3 separate regions of the Mus musculus genome follow, and all the other regions are linked to region 1. The links are chromatin contacts, called in public Hi-C and promoter capture Hi-C maps. All regions are on one chromosome and are shown on one strand. Each heading gives the region's core, a stretch centred on a gene start, on an enhancer-like site or on the middle of the called end of the contact. The rest is flanking DNA. Distances are from core to core; before and after follow the strand shown. Region 1 holds the start of P2rx1 (purinergic receptor P2X, ligand-gated ion channel, 1). Region 2 overlaps Ankfy1 (ankyrin repeat and FYVE domain containing 1). Region 3 holds the start of Haspin (histone H3 associated protein kinase).

Evidence for each region. Promoter capture Hi-C pulls out the DNA fragments that hold promoters and counts their contacts. A called contact is a pair of places that touch in the nucleus more often than the background predicts.
Region 2: a contact with region 1 is called in a Hi-C map of embryonic fibroblasts, with 3 times the contacts expected there. The contact joins the enhancer-like site here to the promoter of P2rx1 in region 1. A contact is called at or near these places in 14 of 39 promoter capture datasets (the 3T3-L1 cell line, 3T3-L1-derived adipocytes, the C10 cell line and 10 more), 2 of 15 datasets of contacts at CTCF or cohesin (large pre-B cells and pro-B cells), 6 of 484 Hi-C or Micro-C datasets (the Ba/F3 cell line, the G1E-ER4 cell line, cerebral cortex and 3 more) and 2 of 9 other capture datasets (embryonic stem cells and liver).
Region 3: a contact with region 1 is called in a promoter capture Hi-C map of liver, with 4 times the contacts expected there. The contact joins the promoter of Haspin here to the promoter of P2rx1 in region 1. A contact is called at or near these places in 8 of 39 promoter capture datasets (the C10 cell line, embryonic stem cells, hippocampal neurons and 3 more), 28 of 484 Hi-C or Micro-C datasets (CD4 T cells, CD4 single positive thymocytes, CD8 T cells and 13 more), 12 of 115 datasets of contacts at active chromatin or transcription factors (the 230-238 cell line, the HPC-7 cell line, the SCID.adh cell line and 4 more) and 3 of 9 other capture datasets (adipose tissue, liver and pancreatic islet).

Annotation. Positions count from the first base shown.
Region 1 is chr11:72,997,658-73,000,670 of GRCm38.p6, reverse strand. It overlaps P2rx1 (purinergic receptor P2X, ligand-gated ion channel, 1), which reads right to left and starts at 1,526. Exons shown (of 12, transcript NM_008771.3): 1 at 1,220-1,526. The coding sequence starts at 1,356.
Region 2 is chr11:72,750,631-72,753,643 of GRCm38.p6, reverse strand. It overlaps Ankfy1 (ankyrin repeat and FYVE domain containing 1), which reads right to left. Exons shown (of 25, transcript NM_009671.5): 15 at 1,411-1,579; 16 at 1-44. Among named protein-coding and RNA genes, the nearest start is that of Gm46287, 13 kb to the left of the region's middle. Within about 2 kb of position 1,438, at least 46 of the 459 cell types and tissues checked have an H3K27ac peak or open chromatin away from gene starts, as enhancers often do. A contact at or near this core is called in the Ba/F3 cell line and embryonic fibroblasts, where this site is marked.
Region 3 is chr11:73,136,724-73,139,736 of GRCm38.p6, reverse strand. Haspin (histone H3 associated protein kinase) reads left to right here and starts at 1,443. Exons shown (of 1, transcript NM_010353.2): 1 at 1,443-3,013. The coding sequence starts at 1,476. Itgae (integrin alpha E, epithelial-associated) reads right to left here. Exons shown (of 31, transcript NM_008399.3): 27 at 1,226-1,282; 28 at 875-970.

The DNA.
Region 1 (3,013 bases), core at 277-2,776:
GGAGTGGGAAATGAGGAGACAGAGCAAAGGTTCAGGGTTGATTTGCCTAGTGACCTAGAAATTCCAGGGCTCCTCTATGGGCCTTAGTCTTCCTCTTAAGCTTGACCAACTTGATTTGTGACCAAGACATAGCCTGAAATGCAGCTGAAGGATCCTGGCTTTGGCTGCACCTGACTAGCTCTGAATCTTAGGGCATCAGTGAGCAGAAGAAAGGCTACTCTAGGAACTAGATACTCCCAAGAGGCTAGTACCACATGAGTAACTCTTTGGGCTCTTAGTCCCAGTCCCCCCAAATGGGGATTTGCAGAGCCCTCAGAACCACACAACACAGGCAGGCAGGGGTACTGGGCGTTCTCAGGCTCCCATTAGGACCCAACCCTTTTACTGATCTCATAGCCTCTAGAGGCTCTTTTTAGTGTGACTGTAAGTAAGCATGATGCTCCTGACATGTGACACTTCTGGTACCCAGCTACCTCAGACCCAGGGCAGACAGAGACACAGCTGTAAGCTTGCGTAGCCAACCAGGTATATAAAACCACCGGTACATGGCTAAATATATAGGACATGGGCAGTCATAGAATACCATGTTAGCCCACACAACACACATGCAAACACAAGATCCTGCCTGGCCTGCTAGCCTTTGCATGGTTCCCAGGCTAGCCAGATAGCTGAAGGAGACCTGTGCTGCTCTGACCCTGTGCCAGGGAAGGAGATGTCACACTTGGGAATGGAGACTACTTCCTGCTCTGTGTCTCCATCAAGATGCTAAGTGTTCAGAATCCAATTGTCTTTTAGTCCCCCAGGGACCTGGATTTCCCAGGTTGTCCTTTGTTCTGACTGGAGAGACGGGAACAGAGCCTATGTTCTGGCGAGTAAAATGAGGCATTGCTTTGTTTCAGTTGCATGAGGAAAGTTGGAGGTGAAAAGGGCTCTTGCAGGGCGTGCCACTCACTCACTAGAAGGGGCCTTTTACAATGTCCTCAGGACCCACAATGGTGTTGCCCCTTGGTCACCATGCACCCAGAGTAGCGTGTCCTATCCTGCATTGGTGTCTCCATCTTGACAGTAGGTTAACAGGGCCTATTCCTTCTTAAGGCATGGAGGCTCACCAGGAGAGCTTTCCAGTGCTTGGAGAGATGAAGGGTACCCCAGAGCTCTGAGGATTGGCACATGTAGAAGACTGGTGCCCAAAGGTGTTGGGAGGGGGACTTAGACTCACCCAATGACGTAGACCAGAACCACCAACTGGATCAGACGGAAAATGACTCCCACCTTCTTGTTTCGTACCAGCACCATCCGGGGAGTGTCATACTCAAAGAAGAAGGCTGACAGCTCATCCTGCAGCCGCCGAGCCATGGTGGGCCAGAAGGGGCTCAGAGACAAGCCCCCCGCACGGCCTCTGTGGTCAAGGGCAGGCTAGCATCTGTGTCTACAGAGAGAGCAGTGGAGTGGCTGGAGGCTTCCCAGCCCCTTAAGAACAGAGCAGGCCAAGTGGGGCCAGAGTTGGAGGTTCGTTGGTGGGATCTGGGTTAGGAGGGAAAAACCCAGGGTGATCAGAGCAGCTTTTGACTGCTGGCAGGCAGTGGAGTACCGGCCAGTGGTGCCCCGTGAAATAAATTCCCAAAGATAGACAGAGGCGGAGCCAGTGAGGCCACCCAGGCCCAGCCCCACTACCCCTCAAGGCTCCGCCTGGGCCCTGCTGGGCCTCCGGAAACAGGAGCTGCTCTCCGGAAACCACCATGGCCACCAGCCACAGGGCCAGAGATAAAGCTACTGGCTACCCCCACTCCAGGAACCTGACAGGACAGAACTGAAGGGTCTCGCCAGGACAATCCCTCAACACTCTACCTCCATCCCCACCCCCACAGTCTCAGAGTAGACAGTTCAGTCCTGGGGACCTGCAGGAAGATGAACAGAACTGATGTCAAGTCCTGTAGCCTAGAGCTACCCTTGGACACTCCCTCTTCGTCAGTCCCTTCAAGTCCAAGCTTGGTCTATACCCATTAACTTCAGCCTCAGGCTGGCATCTCTATCTGCAACCTTGCTCTCCCTCTGTCTGACCTGCTTGACTGTACTCCTGACACCACTCCCATCCCATCCTTACCACCAGAACAGACAGGGAGGTAGACATCTAGACGAGACTAGGGTCACCTATCCCTAGGGAGTTCTGAGACCCAGCTTGGAAAGCCTGATATTAGGCAGTTGTGTCACTTGTTGAGGGCTTGGGGGCATTGTCTGGCTTTTCTAAGTCTGCTTCTTGTAAAGTGGGACAACATAACACTTTCCCCAGAGTGAAGAAGCCCTTGGGGGACGGTCCCAGAAACCTCCAGGACAGAGAACTAAAATACACTGTTGAATTAGGGTTCAGGTCCAATACAACCCTTGCCTTCCTCAATAGTAAAGCAGACCCTGAGCATAGGGTCCCAAGAACCTGATCAGGCTGGCTCACACTGTGCACCTAGGGTCAGAGGGAAGCATTCTCACCCTGGCCTACTAGAAGAACCAGCCTGAAGCACAGGTCTCCTTGGTAACCTTCACTGCTCTGCACCCCCGGCCAAGCCGACCCACGCTGAGTGCTGATAAGGAATCTTCTTCCTCATGAGCTACTAACAGGGAGCGAATGGCCCCTGGGCCTGGCACCGAACCCTTATGCAAACTGGGCTGCTTTCTGCATGTCCCCTCCCAGCACCCAGGACCAGCCCCAACCTCTTGAATAGAAAACACACACACACACACACACACACACACACACACACACTGACATTCCAGTAGGAACTCTCTCAACTGTCTGACGCCACTGAGCCAGGGTGGTGGGAACCACATCCTTCGCTTTTTTTTTCCTAAGGAGTCAGAGCTTCAGCAGGCTCTGTGACCTTACCCTGACCCCAAACAAAAGGGCATGTCCCTCTCCCAGCTGACTTCACGTGCAGCTGTTACAGCAGTAGGCCCAGAAATGAATTGTGTGTGATAGGAATGGGTGGGTGCTAAGACTGAGCCATCTCTGTGCCCGCCC
Region 2 (3,013 bases), core at 189-2,688, 250 kb after region 1:
CTGGGTCCTGGGCCCCAGCATGTAGCATCGCAACCATGTCTGACCTGCAGAGAAACACAGTTTTCTCACAAGCATTGCCGAGCAAAAGGGAAAATGTTTATTTTCAACTTTGCGCAATTACTTTTCAGATAAGACATGGTTAACAAGTAACTGATATCATTATTATAAACACTCATTAGTATTATAAACCTTGATTAAAATCTCCTCTTTGAGAGCTGAAGAGATGATTTAATGATTAGGAGCACTGGCTGATCTTCTAGATGACCCAGGTTTGATTCTCCATCCCCACACTGTAATTCACAAATTTGTTAGTTCTAATTCCAGGGGATCTGATGCCCACATTTTGGCCTCCATGAGCACCAGGAATGCACATAGTGCACAGATGTACATGCAGGCAAAATACCATCCACATAAAAATTAAATATAATCTGCTCTTTGTAAATTCTTACACTAGGTCCTAGGGGTATGTTTTTCAGAAATAGACATTAGTGCCTCTACAGGTGGGTTCTACTCAGGACAGTTCCTGTGACTTTGTGTACTCCAAAGTCCCTCAGCAAAGCACACCTGAAATTAATAGGCAATCCCTCAAAACAGTTTTAATAAACACGTCAGGCTAAATGGCTCAGTGTCATACTTCAGGCCCTCAGAGTGATAAATGAGAAACCCCAGGTTTACCTCTCCTTTAGATCTGTTTTGTCAACAATACAGACAAACCCAAAATTTGGGGATTTATTAATATGGTGATAATAACAGCAGCAAATCAAGCCCCCACCAGGAAGGAGACGCCTGAGGCAATCCCCCTCCTCTAGCACTCCTTTCTGTAGTCTCTTAAAGACAGCTCACACAAAGTGCTGGCCGCACCAACATGAATCTCACACTGCCTTCCCTCTCACCCTATACAGAGCCCTATTATATAGCCCTAGCTAGTCTGAAACTTGCTTTGTAGACTAGGCTGATCTTGAACTCAGAGATGCCACTGCCTTACCTGCCCAGTACTGGAATTAAGGTGACTACAATCCATGCCTCACTGAACCTCTAACTTCTTTAGACTTATTCTATTTTTATGCATATGCACACTTTTCCTGCATGCATGTCTGCACACCCATATGCACGCCTGGAGCCTGCTTAAGTCAGAAGAGAGCATCATATTCCCTAAATTGGAGTTATGATTGCAAACCCCCATGTGGGTGCTGGAAGTCAACTCTGGATCCTTTGCAACAAGTGCCTTCATCTATCTCAAGCCCTATAATCTTGGACTTCCTTCATAACATAATTTTCCACTGCTTGTCCTTGACTTGGATTTGTTGCTTGGCTGACCTTTTGCTTCTGTAATGCTACACAGGCAACCAATCCATATTTGACACAACATACCCTCATCTGTAAGCAGAGGCTCTGTTTTGCATGACTCACCAGAGTGGAAGCAATGTCCTCCAGATTACTTGCCAAGGCAAGCCACAGTGGTGGGTTCCCTTTTTCATCTGGCACAGACATGTCAGCTCCTCGAGTACATATGGCATCAACCACTAGTGGGAGCTGATGTTTGATGGCCAGCTGGAGGGCAGTCTCCCCGTCCTGAGTCCTATGAAGGAAGACATAATCACCACAATTAAAACCAGTGCTTCTAATGGCAGCCAAAGAAAGCAGCACCAGCACCCTACAGGTCTGCCAAGCCTACATGCCTCTGGGTCCATTACACCCACTTCAGTTAGTCTCTAGAATGCTCTCAAGAAAATCAAACCTGCTGGCTGTTGTTTTTACTGAGCTGTTTTAAGAAAATGAAACCATGTCTCTCTATTGTACTCTAGAAAGCAAACAAACAGAGCTAGAGATACAGCTTGGCTGTAGGGTGTTTGTCTAATATACATGAAGCCCTGGCTTGATCCCCAGCATACAATGGGTGCAATCTTAGCACTTGAGAGAAGTGGGGAGGAAGATCAGAAATTTAAAGTTATCCTTAGAGAGTTGGGAATCTGGTATACACAAGAATGTCTCAAAAACCAAACAAACAAAACAAAAACCAACCAAACAAACAAACAAAACCCCCACACTTCATTCCCCCCACTCTGTAATTCAGGATCATTTAACACTGGAAATTCAGAAAGGATCCTGTGAATACACAAAGATAAAAGTCTGAGGCTGGAAAGATGGCTCAGCGGATCTGTTAACCTAGCCTGACACCTGAGTTTGATCATCAGAACACATGTGGAGAAATAATAGACTCCCCCACAAGCCCTCTGACCTCTACAACACACTGAAGAACATGTGGATACATCGCACATGTGCTACGTAAATATTTAAATTTAAAACCTAAAGCCTTTTTTTCCTTTAAGCCTGCTTGTAGTTTAGTTGTTTAGTTATTGGAGTGTTCTTTGTTGCAACTGACATTTATTAAAGGTTGATTTTTGGACCATCCTTTATAACAAGATTTGTGTGATTTTGTGCACTGGCCCTGACAGTTACCGAGAAGGACAGAGTACAGTTGGTTATGGCTGTACATGTCCACAGATCATACCTATAACCCGTGTCTGCACTTTTTATAACAGAACATGAAGTAGGGACTGAACCTGGAGCATTAAAGGTGTCTGACAAGTGCCCTATCATTGAGCTACCCCATCATCTTGTTTCTGTATGCCACCTGCTTTGAGGTCCTGGGACAGAATACAGGGGTCAGAGCTCTCTACTTAAGTGCTATGTTCCTAGCCTCTTTATTGTTTGCTTTTAGGGACAGGGTTTCACTATAGACCAGGCTGGCCTTGCACTCCCAGAGGCTTGTTTGCCTTTTCCTCCAGAGTGCTGGGATTAAAGGTGTACACTACCATGCTCGGTTCTTAGCTCTTCTTAAATTTTTCATTTTGAAACACTTTTTCTACCTTGCAATCTCCTTCTGCCTTAGTCCCCTAAGAAGATGACATTATAGGCGTGCATCCAGTCCTGACTTCACTTGGACAGCCTGGGTGCCACTGTTTTTCCTTTTTTATGTAACCAGATTAAAAAAAAATTTTTTTTCCCCTCT
Region 3 (3,013 bases), core at 194-2,693, 140 kb before region 1:
CACTTCCAGTGGTCCTGAGTTCAATTCCCAGCAACCACATGGTGGCTCACAACCATCTGTAATGGGATCCGATGCCTTCTTCTGGTGTGTCTGAAGATAGCTACAGCGTACTTCTTGTATACAATTTAGAAAAAATAAGTGTGCATGTATGTGCACATATGCATGGAGACCAAGAGAGGAAGTTAGATCCTCCAACAGCTGGAGTCCCAAGTAGTTGTGAGCTGCCCAACTTGAGTGCTAGGAGCCGAAGCAACATATCCTCTGTAAGAGCGCATGCTCTGAACTGCTGAGCCACCTCTCCAGCTCTTTTTTTTTTTTTTTTTTTTGGTTTTTTTCGAGACAGGGTTTCTCTGTAATAGCCCTGGCTATCCTGGAACTCACTTTGAAGACCAGGCTGGCCTTGAACTCAGAAATCCGCCTGCCTCTGCCTCCTGAGTGCTGGGATTAAAGGTGTGTGCCACCACGCCTGGCCCTCCAGCTCTTGAAGAACTATTTGTACTGGTTAGGGGGGAAGCCAAGACAAAGAGGGCATGTCCAAGGTTATGCAACAGGCCAGAGACGGTGACCTAAATTACAGCCACATCAATAGAGACAGAGAGAAGTGATTTCATATGTATTCTGAAGGTGGGATGGCAGGGTTTGCTGCTGGGATACACTTGGGGATGAAACAAAGAGGTAATCACAGGTCATTCCAACATGTCTTAGTATGGAAAAAGATTAAAATCCCTACTAAGTAACTTGCTAAGAGCTGTTTGAGACAGGCCAATCAAATGATCTATTTTGAACGGCACCTTTCAGATGCTATTATCCTTTCTTAGAGGATAGGTCCTCTAGGATTGGACGACCCAATCTGCAGTCTCTCAGTCTCAAGTACCTGCTTAGTGTGGCCCACGGAGATCTCTGCGGCCACGGTTACATTTTCTTTATTAGATGTGATAGCACAGACCACTGAATGCCATTCTTTTACATGCTGCAAAAGCAAAAGGTGAGTCTGCTTACTCCCTTTTCGTGTTTTAGGATTGAAAATCTGAATATCTAAGATAGGGCATCCAAGGTCCCAGAGCAGACATTTGAGCAAGTCCCCTTCGCCCAAGCCAAGTGTCAGTTATCCTGGCAAACAGGACCAGAGAGGCTGAAAGTCTCAGAAAGAACACTGCAGAAGCAGTCACCCTCTCAAGAGGCTCTCCACATCCCTCTCTCGGGCTCTTGAGACGACTTCGCTCACCTGCACAGGATCGCTTCCACACGCAGGCTCTTGACTCTGGGTGCACTCAGTGTGGTCCTGAAAAGAGAGCCTTTGCTGAGCCACCCTGAGCTCCAAGTCCCGCTAGGCATCTGCCCCCTGCCGGCTTCCGGGAGGTCAGGCAGGCTGCGCAGCCGAGGGCCGGCGCTAGGACCCAGCGGGCCGACGGGCGCTCGCGCGCTCGCCGCAGTCTCGCGGTGTTTCTGTTTGAAACGCCGGGCGGGCGCTCGCTATGGCACAGGCTCACCCGCGGTCGGGTACCCGGCTCTTTCGAACGTACGCGGCGAGGGGCGTCCGGGGGTCGCAGCGGCAGCCTGGCGGGCTGGCTGAGCAATGGTTCCAGCCGCCGAACCTGAAGCGCGCCTTCAGCAGCAGCCTCAGCGACAGTAACGAGTCGCCGGCTGTCGCTTCCGACGACCCGGACGACCCCGACTTCCCCGGCAGCCTCGTGGGCCAGCGGCGGAGGCGTCCTCGGGGCAGCGGCTCCCGGAACCAGCGGACCCTGACAAACACTCCAAGAGTCCAAAGGCTGCGACCTCGGCTCCCGCAGAAGTGCAGCACCCCGTGCAGCCGGCTGCGACCGCCACCTTTCCCCAACTGCAGCCCGGGCTGCCTCGGGTCGGACCACAGTGTGTGCATCCAGTCCAGGGACAGCAACGAGCTGGGCACCAGTGCCTCCCTCTTCAGCTCTCCGGCCTCGCCCGGAGCCCCCGACCCTTTGTATGCTGACTCTGCAGTCCCCGGGAGCTTCCACTTGCCGGCAGCCTCCCTAAGTGAACCGTCTGTGCCCTGCCCCCAGGTGGCAGCAACCGGTGACAGGTACACCGGGAGGGCCCTCCGAGCCGAAGCCAGCTTCAGGTCATCTCTCTTTAGCCTTGTGAACTCAGGGGCCACAGAAGAGAACAAGTTTGGGACAGATGGGGAGAATGTGAAGGAATCGTGTTGTGAAAGAAGACAGCAGATGGGAAACAGACTAACGGACCCTGATCTGACAAGCCCGGGAAAGAGAAAGGCCGCGTGTAAAAAGGTTGTGTCCCAAGGAGTCGACCAGAGAGACTATGAGGAGTCCAGTGCTTGCAAAGACCTTCGTGTACCAGGGGAAATCAGCAGGCCTAAGAGAACTGGGCCACTCCGGAAGAGGAAACAGCAAGAAGCAACGGGAACCCCTCCCCGCCACTACCACCAATCTAAGAAGAAAAGGAAAGCGTCAGTCTCCTTATGGAACTTGAATACTAGCCAGAGGGATTCTTGGACCAAAACCAGAGCCTCCTTCGGTTTCCACAAGAAGAAAATTATAACCAGTGTGATAGAGGTATGCAGTTCTGTTGCCAGTTCTTCCTCCAGGTCCCTCCTGTCTGAATGTTCGACCCCTCCTATCAAGAACAGAGCACACCTTACTGTTTCTTCTCGATGCTCTTCTGTGTATTTGCTAAGTCCCTTAAAGACCCTGCATGTCACAGACCAAAGGCCATCTTATGCTGAAAAGGTTTATGGGGAGTGTAATCAGGAAGGGCCCATCCCCTTTAGTGATTGCCTTTCCACGGAAAAACTGGAACGGTGTGAGAAGATTGGGGAAGGAGTGTTTGGAGAAGTGTTTCAGATAATTAACGACCAAGCACCTGTAGCCCTAAAAATCATTGCTATTGAAGGGTTAGATTTAGTCAATGGGTCCCACCAGAAAACCTTTGAGGAAATCCTGCCGGAGATCATTATCTCCAAAGAGCTGAGTCTCTTGTCTAGTGAGGCCTACAACCGCACAGAAGGCTTTAT